Regions from separate parts of the Oryctolagus cuniculus genome. Here region 2 is linked to region 1. The links are chromatin contacts, called in public Hi-C maps. All regions are on one chromosome and are shown on one strand. Each heading gives the region's core, a stretch centred on a gene start, on an enhancer-like site or on the middle of the called end of the contact. The rest is flanking DNA. Distances are from core to core; before and after follow the strand shown. Region 1 holds the start of DUSP4 (dual specificity phosphatase 4). Region 2 has its middle 130 kb from the start of DUSP4.

Region 1 (6,242 bases), core at 1,987-4,486:
TAAAAAATACCGAAATCCCTCAATTGTCCCTAAAAATTCCTTACAGGATTTCAATTAAAATGTTTTAAGAAATTACTCCAATGGGACTCTTTTACCGGCAACAATGCAGAAAACACTGTAGAATTGTAGTTACTGCTCTTAACAAAACTGGGGTAATAATAGGATCTGTAAGGGCCCCACGGAACTCTGGTAAGCCTTTACTCTTGTCTTCCCGAATTCTCCTGTGGAATCAGTTACCACCTGCAGTGGTGGAAACAGGAAAACTGGATTTTTGCACGCAATTAATTAGTAGAACGAGATGAGTCTTCGCTGGGAAGAATGGTATCACTTCTGAAGATATCCCGTCGCTTTCACTGTCACCCTGTTTGGCCACGCAGGGCAGTCATCGGCCATCCGGCCCCGCCTGCTGGCTGTGCTGCCCACGGCCACTCGCCTCCCATGCGCGCGAATAAGACATAATAAAGGCCCCACTTCCGAACAGGAAAGTCAAATGAGCAACTCCGGTGGGAACCACATTACCCAGACCGCTATCAAGCGAGGCTCGCGGAAGACTACCCAAGGGGTTTTTGCTTCCCTTTAGATGCCGCTGCACCTTCCCGCGGGGTGTGGGGGCAGATCCGGGCTGTTTCCTTCCCGCCCTCTCCAGGGATGCCTTCCGCACCCTGAGGGCCGAGAGGACAAAGGGCCTGAGTGACATCAGAACGGAACGGAACGGAACGCAGCCCAGGTCACCTCCCCCATCAGGCTGGACAGCCCCGCGCCCTGGAGGCGCTTTGCTCTCTTTGCTCCTGAAGACGCAGCTCCAACCCCCGGCTTCGGTTGGGGTTGGGGTTAGGGGAGCAGCTGTCCCTGGCGAGTCAGCAGCTAAACCTGCTGCCCAGGACTCCCCCTCGATCTCCATCCCTGGGATGCCCCCTGTGGCGCGCGTAGGGTCGCAGGCGGTGCAGGCCTCGGTAGGATCGCCCTCTCCGCAGGCCAGGCACCTCGCCACGCCGCCGGGACACTGTCATTTTCCCCAGAAACGGCCTGGCGTCTCATCAGTATTTGCCTGGCTCAGACCGGGTCTGGCTCGGCGTCTCGGGATGGGATTCTGGCTGATAGCCCGGGGGACAGGACCTAAATCACTGTGTCCCGGAAGCCCCAGGGCTCCAGCCCCCGCGCTGCCGCTCCGGGGCGGTCGCCTCCGGATTTCTTCCAGGAAGGAAAACAAAACAAAACAGACGCCGGCTGCACGTGGGGCCGGAGCCCAGCGCCAGCCCCCTCAGCGTTCTCGCGCTGCTGCGTCCGGCCAGAGGTCCGCGAAGAGACGCGCGCGCTCCGGCTCCGAACCAGCGGGGCCGGGAGGGCTCGCGGCTCCGGGGGACTGGGAGCGCTCCGACAATGGCGCAGACGCTCGCCCAGGAGGTCTCCTAGGCACCTGCGGCGCGGGGACCCCGGCACCGCAGGGCCTGGCAGGGCGAGCGGCTTCCCCCGCGCCGTCTCTTAAAGCGCCTTGGGGAGATTTGGGGGTATAGGCTGCAGCGGAGGGGCAAAAGGCGACCCTTAGGGAAAAGGAAAAATCAGCAAAATCGCCTTAGCGGTTCAACCAAAGGTCAACAGCGGCCTTTCCCCGGCAGCTGACAGGTCAAACGGTCAGCAAACAACGACGCAGGACAAAGCCCCCCGCTGTCCACAGGGGCGGCCCGGCTCGCAGGCAAGGAGCTACGCGGCAGTGCGGCGGGGAGGGGGCGGTGGGGAGAGGTTTTCCGCCCCTCTCCCCCGCCCATCTCCCTTCCTCCCGGGCGAACAGGTCCCGAGGGGAGAGGCGAGGAGAGAGGGGGCTTAGGGCGCCTGCAGGGAGAGGGGCGGCTCTTTGATGGCGCGGCTAGGAAACGCCTCTCCGGGTCGGAAGCGAAGACCCGGCGCGGCCAAAGAATGTGCGGAATGCGGCGGCCCGGGGCGGGGTGGGGGGGCGCAGCGCGGCAGGGGACTCCCCGGCCCCTGGCCCGGCAGGTGCGGCCAGCGCGCCGCCGCTCCAGCGACTTCCAGAGCACGCGGGACCCTGCTGCCGCTGCTGCCAAGAGTTTGGCCAGGGTTCACTTCGCGCAGACACGCGCCACCATCAGACAGCCAGGGAGACTCGTAGCTGAACAAAAGGTCTCGAGTCTCCACCGCCCGGGTTTGCACGGTTCTGGCCCCGCGTCCCCGAGTCTGGGACTAGCCCAGCGCGGAAGCAACCTGCCACTTCCCACGCGGCGCCTGGAGTTGGGCAGTGGGAGACGGGACGCGAGGATCGCTTCCCACTGAGCCCAAGGGACACAGCCAGTCTCGGCGCTCACTCCCCTCCCTCACCCCCGGGGGGGTTAGGACTCGGGGCAGGGCACTCGGTGGCACCGGGGAGCACTCCCCGCCAGGACTCCAGCAGAGTCGCCTCACCCGCGAGGCCAGAACCGTTAGAGTGTAAGCAAACACGGTGTCGCCGCGACGCCTTCGGAATGGCAGGTGACCCGGGAAACGCAGCCGCACGGTCCCCAGGAACTCGGAGCTCGCACGCGCAGAGACGCACGACCCTTTGCAAACCCACGCACTACACACCAACACGCGCGCCAAGGAGCGCGCGGGGCTCCCCACGGCCAACGAAGTCGCCCCGGGTATTCGGTCCCCACGCCCCTGCCCTCCCCGCTCGCGCGGTGGGCGCCCGCGTGTACCTTTGAGCAGGCAGATGTCCGTGCGCTCGGCGTTGCGGCGCAGCGCCTGCACGACCAGCGACACGGTGCTGTCCTCCCGGAGGCTCTCGGCGCGCGGGCTCCGCTCGTCGTAGACGATGACGGCCGAGTAGAGGCCGGAGCGCAGCCGGGCGCGCACCTCCTCCTCGGCGGGCAGGATCTGCTCCAGGCTCACGGAGCCCTTGGCCCGCCGCCGCACGATGGTGTTACAGCGCACGTTGACCGAGCCGCGGATGTAGCCCGCGCTGTGCGCCAGGAACGGTCTGCAGTCCAGCAGCAGGCACTTGCCGCCGCCCAGCAGCCCCAGGGCGCCGCCGCCGCTCTCGTCCCGGTTCAACAGCCTCTTCAGCACGCTGCAGTCCATCTCCCGCAGCTCCTCCATCGTCACCATGCCGGCCGGTCAGCGCGGCTGCGGGGCGCGCGAGGGGGAGCGGAGGGCCCCCGGGCCGGCGAGGCTGCGCGCGGGCGCCTGCACAAGTGGCCGCAAACTTGTGCCGCCGTGGGCAGCCTCTTCTCGCAGTCCCCTTCCTCCCGCAGCTTCGCGGTTACATAGCAGGCGCAGCGCAGCGGTCCCGGGCTCCCGGTAGGCGGCTCGCTGGGGAGGCGCTGGTGGCGGTGGCAGCAGTGGCGGGGAGTGCGTGTACGGAGAGATCGCGGCTCCCGCTCGCTGCCGCCTCTCGTGGGCTTAGCCGGCCGTACTGTTCCCGCCGGTGCGCGGGCCCCCAAGCACAGCCGGAGCTCGGCGCACCGCCCGGCCGCGCTTCCTCCTCGGCTTATAGATTTATTAATGCTCCTCGGCTCCCCCCACCCCGGGGAGGGAACTCAATACTACCTTGCGAGGCTCCGCCCCCTCCCAGGCCCGGCCCCGCGCCCTCCCCCCCCCCCCCCCCCCCGATCGCAGCCCTCCCGGGCGCGTGAATGGAGCGCCGGCCGCTCGCGCCTGGTCACGGGGCCGCGACGTCACAAAGAGCGGAGTAAACAGGCCGCTCGGTGCGCGCCGCCAGGCCCATTCATAAAACGGAGACCCAGCGGAAGAGGGAGCGGCCTCCGAGCCGCCGGCGAGCGGCGGTGGCGGCGGCGCCTGGACTTTTGTGAATGGAGCCGCCGCTCCGCCCGCGGGCCCGGAGCCCGCCGCGCGCCTCCCGCTCGACACGAGCAGCGGGGCCGCCGCTTCCCGGGCCGCGCGAGGTTCGGTGCAATGGAAACAAACAGCCGGCCCGGACTCCGGCGCCGCCGAGTCCAGGACGAAGCTCCAGGCTGCTTCCCCTTTGTCTCCATGCTCTCCCCCCGCCCCGCCGCGCCCCTAACTCAGCCGCAGGTTTCTCCCCAGAGCCCCAAGGGAGAGGGGAACGCGGCGCGCCCCCTCCCCTTCCTCCTCCCTCCGGCGCGGCCCGGGACTCCGCTCCCCGGAGCTCAGCGTGCGCGCCCGGGCCAGCCAGGCGCGCTCTTTACGCAGGCGTTAGCGGGTGACTGAGTTTATCTCGCGTCGTGAGATCAGCTTTACGGCTTCCGAGGAACGTGGGCAAGCCCCTTTTACAAGAGGAAAGAGAAAGCCCTCCCCGCCCCCCGTAGCCCCGTAACGGCGAGAGGTGCCGGGCTGCCGTGGACCACCCGGAGGGAGGCGCGCATGGGCCGAATGGTGGTGGTGTGCGCCGCGCTTCCTAAAAGATGTTTATTTAACCCTGGCGGGCGGAGGCTCTCCTCCCCTTTCTGCGCGCGTGTGGACCGGCTCCGCAGGGCACAAAGATGGGGTCCGCGTTGGGTGTGGGGCGAAACCCCGAGGCGCGGCCGTGCGCTGACCTTTGGGAAGGATTGAGCGAGCCGCGGGCCCCACGCAGGGTTCCCGGCCTCCCGCCTTCCTTCCAGGTCACGTAGCATCCCCCCCCACACACACCCCCGCCCGGCTTTACTTATGCATTTAATTTCCCCGAGGCCTCTTTGACACCGGGGTTGTGCGCGCACGCGGTGGGGCCCTTCCAGAAGCCAAAAATTATTCGGCCGACATCTTGCCAAGCCTTGTTAGGGGAGAATTAATCACCGAGCTAGGGAATTACAGGACGCGCCGCGAGTCCCGGTAGCTGGGTCGCGCGCCGGCCCCTCCCGCCCCGGCTGGGCCCTCCCCGCTCGCCCTGCTCCGGGCTTTTGTTCCCGGCTGCGCGGCTTTCCGGAGCTCTCACCTCCGGCCCCCGGGGCCATTCGCCCCAGGCCCCAACCGGGGCTCAGCGGGGCCTCCATTTCCGAGGCCACCGACCTGCGCCCCACCACCCCGCCCTCAGCGCCCCGAATCCCCCACCCGGGGGCCTGGCCTGTGGCTTGTCCGGGGCAGAATCCTTATGTTCTGGGGCTCCAAGGTGGCTCAGCACGACTCTGCAGTGCTCCTGTGTCGACTTAAAATGGACTATTTCGTTCATCGTGCACTTTCGCGTTTTTGATACATGGCTTTAAGACATTTATTTTGATCAGTAACTTTTTCACACACACACACACCCCTGAAGTTTTGCGCCTGAGGCACGCGCTCACCCTAATCCCAACCCTTTGAGGGGCCCGGGCGCGGGCACTCCGGGTGGAGGTCAGCGGACACAGCGCACGGAGCGACACGAGAGGTCTCCGTGGCGCCCCTCATTCTGCTGGGGTGGCTGTGGGGCTCTCTAACCCCTGATCTCGTTAACACACCAGGAATGCGCCCTGGTCCAGGGGTCCCCCAGCCCTGACAGCTCCGGGAAGATTCGCTTTTCCAGGCAGCTCAGATATCCGGCCCCTCTCGGCGAGGAGAGACCCCTACTCCTTCGCAAAGGTCTGGACGGGACGTGGCTTCCAGGAGCCTCTCAGTGGGAGGCAGGGCCGAGCCAATAGCGCCACAGGGGCAGGAGGTGGGGCAAGGGCCCGGAGCCGCACGGGCCGCGCGCTGCCCGCCTTTGTCGCCCCGGCGCCGGGGGCAGCTCCCCGCCTGCCCAGCCCGCGAGCGGCGCTCACGTGGCGCGTAAGGAACAGCCCAATACGGGGGGAGGAGAATGCCCCCGGAACAAAGACTGGCTCTCTGCACTTGACAGCAGTCCGCAGCCGCCAAGCCCCGCGTCCCGCGGGCGCGCGTGGGTGTCCGCGTGTGCGCGCCGCGCCTGCGCGCTGCTCCCCGGAGGGCGGCCGCCGCCTCGGACTCGCGTGTGCATGCCGGGAGTGGCTTCCGCGGCGAGGGCTAAGGCCCGGGTGTCCCCTAGCTCTAGCCCAGGAATCGGCTTTGCGCTAATGAGATTTACGTTATGGTATTTCATTTATGTGATGCACATGTATGCATTTTAATTCTAAGTGCTTGTAGCATTCGGTCCGCAATGAAGCAAATACAGTGGGAGGGGTACCGGACAGCGGCTGTTCCAGGCTTGGTGATAAAACTTCCTCCAATTGCTCAGCGGGCTGGGGGCGGGGAACGTAATCCGTTCACACAGGAAGCTTGCGAAACAGCTTGTCAATCACCAGATCTGGGCGCAAACAAAGCGTTTGGAAGGAAGACACTGGGCTTGAATGTCGCTGCAAAGTTAATTT
Region 2 (6,242 bases), core at 1,528-4,027, 130 kb after region 1:
GCCAGGTTGAGGCCAGGAGACTCCATCCTGGTCTCCCACATGGATGGCAGGGGTCCAAGTACTTGAGCCATCATCCCCTGCCTTCCCAGGCACATCAGCAAGGAGCTAGATTGGAAGCAGAGCAGCCAGGACTCGAGCCATCACTTCTATATGGGACACTGGCACTGTAAGCGGTGGTTTAACCAGCCACACTACAATGTTGGCCCCTGCCCCCTTTATCTTTAAACTCATACTGTTTTGTTTTTGTTTTTAATGATAGCTACCAGGCTCAGGACTACTGCAGAGTCTTAAGGCTAACTTTCAGTATATTGTTTGTTTATTTATTTGAAAATTGAAGCGACACAGAAAGAAGGTGCTCCCACCCACTGGTTGGTTCTCCAAATGCCCTCAATCGCTGGGATTTAGCTGGGTCTGAAGCCAGGAGCCAGGATCGCAGTCCAGGTCTCTCACCTGGGAAGCTGTGGTCAACGACTCGAGCCATCACTGCTGCCTCCAGGGTCTGCATTAGTAAGACTGAAGTCAGGAGCTGGGGATGGAGCCCAGGCCCTCTGCCGTGGGACGTCCTAACTGCTATGTTAACCACTAGTTCACACGCCTGCCCGTAAGAAATTACTCTGTTACAGGCAGACTTAAGGTGAGAAGACAGACATTCTGGAAAGAACCCCGTGAGTTTCCCGATTGCTCCTTGGCCTGTTCCCAGACCTGCTTTTGTTTTCTTCCTGAACCCAGGTTCCTGCCAGTCTTGCTGAGGGTCCTGCAGCCGTGATCTATGGGTCAGGAAGGTGCTGTAGGTCTGAGAGAATCTTGCTCAGAGTAGGTGGAGGCTTTGAGAGCACAGGCAAGGGCCGGTTGAAGGAAGGACCTCCCAGGCTTAGTAACATCTGCCATGCTGCAGGTAGATCGCGGCTGGCCTGCCCTCCCCAAGGCGGAGACCCGACCAGCTGAGTCACCCTCCCCTTCCTCATGCCCTCACTTCCGTGTGATGCACACAGCCAGTGAGTCCCCGTGCGAGATAATGATCCGGAGTCCCTCACCTACATGGCTCTGGGGACCTGTTGTGTGCAGCAGACATCCTGACCGCTGCAGCTGGCCTGAGATAACAGAGTGGAAACATTTGTTGTCTGAGTCTCACTGCTTTTCTTAGTCATCCGTGTTGTGATGTGGTCCCGGGTGTAGGGAACACGCCGGTGACTGTGCTCCACGCCGGGGTGGAGGATCCTCAGGTCGCCCAGGGTCCCCTTCAACACTCACATAGCATTATGATTTCTGCTCACTCTCTGGGCTGTTTTCATCTCCACATCATCTTTCCCAGGAGATGCAGAGATCAAGCGAGGTGTCCGTGGTGGAGAGGTGTTGTCCAAGAACCATGCCCAGTGAACGGTGCCGTGCATCCTTCCTTTGGCTCAATGCCTCAGCCCAGCCTGCCACACATTGGATTTACTATATCTAAACTGCAGAGACAGAGAGAGAATTTTCCTTTCCATCTGCTGGTTCACTCCCCAAATGCCTGCAACCTCCAGGGATGGGTCAGGCTTAAACCTAGAGCCCTGAGCTCCATCTGGGTCTCCCACATGGGTGTCAGGCGCCCAAGCACTTGAGCCATCATCTGTTGCCTCTCAGGATGTCTTAGCAGGAAGCTGGATGGGAAACGGAGAAGCCAGGACTTGAACCAGCGCTCCAATATGGGAGGCAGGCGTCCCAGGCGGCGGCTTAACCGATTACACCACAGCACGCGCCCAGATGTGAACAGGGAGATAATGTGTTGCCTGGCAGGCAACGAGAGATGGCTGGTGCCCAATCACACAGCATATCTGAGTAGAGAGGACCTACGTGGTGACTAGGGAATGTGGACAGGACTCCCCCCACTCCCAAAGGTCTGCCATTTGGGAATTTCCAAATTTGGTATTTATTCACTCAACAAGACAAACAGTGAGTTCTCAAGGTGAAAGAAGAGTGGTCTTCAAATTCAAATCTGTAAGAACACAGGTTCTGAGAAGTCTCTCGGAGATTCCCATTCGGTGGCAGTGGGCCGGGGAAAGCTGCACTTCCCAGGTCTCTGGGATTTGCAGACCATCCACTGGGGCCAGGGTCACTTCACTGCATGGCACAGCTGGTCACAGTCCCGCCCAGAGGGGCCTCCTGAACTGACCTTGGCCTTCACTGGTACAGCTTTTCCCATAGGGTGGCCATATCTGGGCCAGCAACCATTCAGGGTGGGCACAGCCAGGCCAGGGAGAAGGGTAGCAGGGAGAGCCAGTGGAACCTGCCAGTTCATTGATAATAACTGTAAGGAATAAATAAACAGTAGCTTATCTTAGCATCCTGAAATAATAAAAAAAAAAAATTGCCAGCAGAGCTGGGGGAGGGTATGGCACAGGGGTTAAGTCACCACTTGTGATGCCAGCATCCCATAGCATGGTGCCTGGTTCAAGTCCCAGATCCTCTGCTCGCAACCCAGCTTCCTGCTCACGGGCAGCAGGTGACAGTTCAAGAACTTGGGCCCCTGCTACTCACAAGAAAGACTCAGATTGAGCTCCTGGCCCTTGGCTTCAGCCCTGGCTGTTGGCATTTGGCCAGTGAACCGGTGGATGGAAGATCTCTCTCTGCCTTTCAAATAAGAAAATAAGTAACAGTTTCAGCATCGCTAACTTGGTGACCTGGTGCGCAGCGCTCAAACCCTGCATAAACAGCTCTGATCCGCGAGACCCCCACGTAGGGTTTGCAGCCAGCACAGGCGTGGCGGTAACAGGACCTGCGCCATCAGTCACTTCTCGGCTTCCGCCCACGCAGCGCCGGGGAGGCGGAAGTGTAGGTATCCCCGCTCCCCAGCTGAGCACAGTGACTCAAGGGCTCAGGAGACAGGATGTGGCCGGAAGCCATAAGACCTGGCGCCTGCTCCCAGCCGACAGCTCTTTGCGCCTGAGCAGCTCCCGCTGGACCGAGCAGGGGTCTGGGCTGTGGTATCCGGGGCCTTGGGTGTTTTTCCGACAGCATCTGGAAGAGCCTCGGGGTCCAAACCAACCACGGGGCGTTTTTCAAGAGGCTGGGCTGAGGGAGGGGGCGGAAACCGCTGCCTGGGGCTGTCCCCTCCCCGCAGCCTGAAACACTCCCTGCGAATACCACAGTTTGTTTGGAGATTAGATCTATTTGCATCCTTCATTCCAGCCCGGAGCTGGAGGCAGTCTTGTGAAGGCATGTGGGGGAGGAGGCTTAGGTGAGAGAGCAGAGACCCCCATCACCTGTAAGCATCACTTTTAAGCACCTGTTGGCCCTTGAGGATGTGCAAGGCCTTGGAATGTGCCCTTGGGGTTCCTTATCCCCGCCAAGTCTAGCTTCTCTCTTGTTCTGAGCTGCAGCTGCAGCTTCCTGCAGACAGGAGCAAATCCCAGGACAGCTGTGCCTCCTTCTGAGAACAGCAGGGAAAGGGGGAGGCAGGGAGGCGCCCCGTGGCTCAGGCTCTCCTTGTGGCCCTGGAAGGGCGCAGGGGTTTGGGTGCCTCCTGGCTTCTGCAGGCTTCTCCCGCTTTCCTGCTCCTGCTGAGATATTGAAGAGGTAACCCAGCCTTGCTGCAGGCTGCAAGAAAGCAATGCAGTTACTATAGGAAACAAAAGGACACTTGCAGGAAGAAGTGAAAGGAAACTAGTTATTTGTTTGAGAGGCAGAGTTACAGACAGAGAGAGGGAGAGACAGGGAGAGAGGTCTTTCATCTGCTAGTTCACTCCCCAAATGGCCTCAGCTGCTGGAGCTGGGCAGATCTGAAGCCAGGAGCCAGGAGCTTCTTCCAGGTCTCCCACGTGGGTGCAGGGGCCCTAGTACTAGGGCCATCTTCTTATTGCTAGGAAACTACTTCTTAAGGTGTTAGGGGCCAGCACTGTGTTGCCCCACAGCTTACAAAGTTGGCATCCCGTATCAGAGCACCGGTTTGAGTCCCGGCTGCTCCACTTCAGATCCGACTCTCTGTTAATGTGCCTGGGAAGACAGCAGAAGATGGCTCAAGTGTTTGGGGCCCTGCCAGCTACATGGAAGACGCAAGTGGAGTTCCAGGCTCCTGGCTTTGGTTTGGATCAGCCCTGTGGGTCTGGGTGTGCCCATTTAGGGAATGAACCAGTGGATGGAAGATCTCCCCCCCCCCCACCCCCGTATCTGTCATTCTGCCTTTCAAATATATGAATAAAATAATATATCTTTAAACAATAATGAAGTTTTCAAAGTAATTCTTATTTATCTATTTTACTTATTTGAAAGGCAGACACACACACACACACACACACACACAGGGATTTCCCATCTATTGGTTCACTCCTGAATGTCCACAATAGCTCCAGGCTGGGGACAGAAGCCAGGAACTCAATCCAGACATCCCCACCCCATGTGGGTGCTGGGAATCCAGCCACTTGAGCTATCGCCGCTGCTTCCTAGGGTTTGCATCAGCAGACAGCTGGAACTGGGAGTAGAACTGGGACTTGAACCCAAGACCTCCACTACGTGATATGGATGTTAATTAACCACTACACCAAAAGCCTGGCTGAGGAACTACCTTTGAAGGTTACGGGTACCTATGCTAAGAAACTTCAAGTACAAAAGGAAACTTTTCCCACTGAATTTGAGAGCATAAACCCATGCTGTGCCCTACTTGGGGGCTTCCGTGGCCTCTTGGACTGTCTGCTCTTCCTGTGTGTAGCTTGGCTCACAGGGTGCCAAGTCCACTTTCCATTAGGGACTCCCTCCCATGGTGTGTGTTAGGAGACTTTGCTCTACATTTGCAGCGTCTGTGGGCTGGGTACCATGGTGCGGTGTTGAGCTCTCTGCCATCCCCAAGTCCTCCTAACCCCTCCTTCTCCCTCCTCCATTGGCCCCCAGCTGTTCCAGGTTGTGTCCACCGCAGTGCGAGGTAGGTGCTCCCCTCCTGTGGCCAACATCCTAGAGGCGTCAGCTTCTGTCCCATCTTGCCTCCACGAGCACCTGGTAAAATAATGCCCTTCCTCTTGACACCATCTGCCCTTGTTAGATGGGTGCTGGGGGAGGGAAAGAAAAGTATATCTTGCTATAGACAAAGGCACTCCAAAAAGTTCACAGAAATTCACGCATTTTTAAAAACATACATATTTTTCATGACTTTTTGAAACCCCCTTGAATGCATGGATTTCAAGATTTTTTTTTACAGCAAAACAAACATTTTCTAATTCCATTTTCCACGAGTGGTTTGAAGTCCCCTTGTACACAACTCGCATTATATATTGTGAGTTTTCTCTCTCCACTGAAGCACCGACTCCTATGGCATTAGAGCAAATCCACGCCCCCTACTCACCCCACTACCACGCCTGTACATTCTTTTTTTTTTTTTTAAAGATTTTTATTTATTTTATTTGAGAGGTAGAGTTACAGAGAGTGAGAGGGAGTGACAGAGAGAAAGGTCTTCTTTCCGTTGGTTCACTCCCCAATTGGCTGCAACAGCTGGAGCTATGCGGATCTGAAAACAGAAGCCAGACACTTCCTCCGGGTCTCCCATGCGGGTGCAGGGGCCCAAGGACTTGGGCCATCCTCCACTGCCTTCCCAGGCCACAGCAGAGAGCTGGACTGGAAGTGGAGCAGCTGGGACGAGAACGGGCACCCATATGGGATTTGGGCACCGAAGTTGGAGGATTAACCTACTTCACCATGGTGCCAGCCTTTTTTTTTTTTTAAAGATATGCCCTGAGGCCCTCCCAGGGGGCCACTGAGAGGCACCACCAACCCATCGTCTTGTTCCTGGAGCCCCTGCTTGGGTGCTCTTGCTGGGTAGCTCTGCCCCTCTGCAGCTCCCATTCTGTGCTGCAGGGACTCCCTCCACTTCACCTCTGCTTCTCCTCCAGGAGCGGGAGCTGCCCTCCGGCACACCGACGCCTCCTCCCTGAGCTCCCCACCGCCCCCTCAGAGTCTGGCTCCTTCTCCTCTGTCCCTTGCCCCCTGATCCTTCTTATCTCTCAGCCTCTGCCAGAAGAAGCAAACATGCTTTAATGCCATAAATAACCTCTGCAAAGACCCCCGTCCCAAATAAAGGATTTTCGTTTAATATCTCAGCTTGTGCCCGTGCATCTGAATCACGCCTCTGGCTCTCCCAAGAATACTCCTTGCTAGGAAGAAGGCGGTTCTCTCCCGCAGCTTCTGCCCCACAATGCAGAAGCAACTGCAGCTTTTTCTCCTCTGGCACTTTATCTCCAGAGTTTTAGACGTCCAGGGTTTAGCAGTTCAGGCTGCAGTGG

Evidence for each region. A called contact is a pair of places that touch in the nucleus more often than the background predicts.
Region 2: a Hi-C map of an unstated tissue shows a contact between it and region 1, with 2.4 times the contacts expected there. The contact joins the enhancer-like site here to the promoter of DUSP4 in region 1. A contact is called at or near these places in 2 of 6 Hi-C or Micro-C datasets (skin fibroblasts and an unstated tissue).

Annotation. Positions count from the first base shown.
Region 1 is chr2:79,443,091-79,449,332 of mOryCun1.1, forward strand. It overlaps DUSP4 (dual specificity phosphatase 4), which reads right to left and starts at 3,237. Exons shown (of 4, transcript XM_002720829.5): 1 at 2,688-3,237. The coding sequence starts at 3,096.
Region 2 is chr2:79,572,649-79,578,890 of mOryCun1.1, forward strand. No RefSeq gene overlaps it. Among named protein-coding and RNA genes, the nearest start is that of DUSP4, 130 kb to the left of the region's middle. Within about 2 kb of position 2,778, at least 1 of the 8 cell types and tissues checked has an H3K27ac peak or open chromatin away from gene starts, as enhancers often do.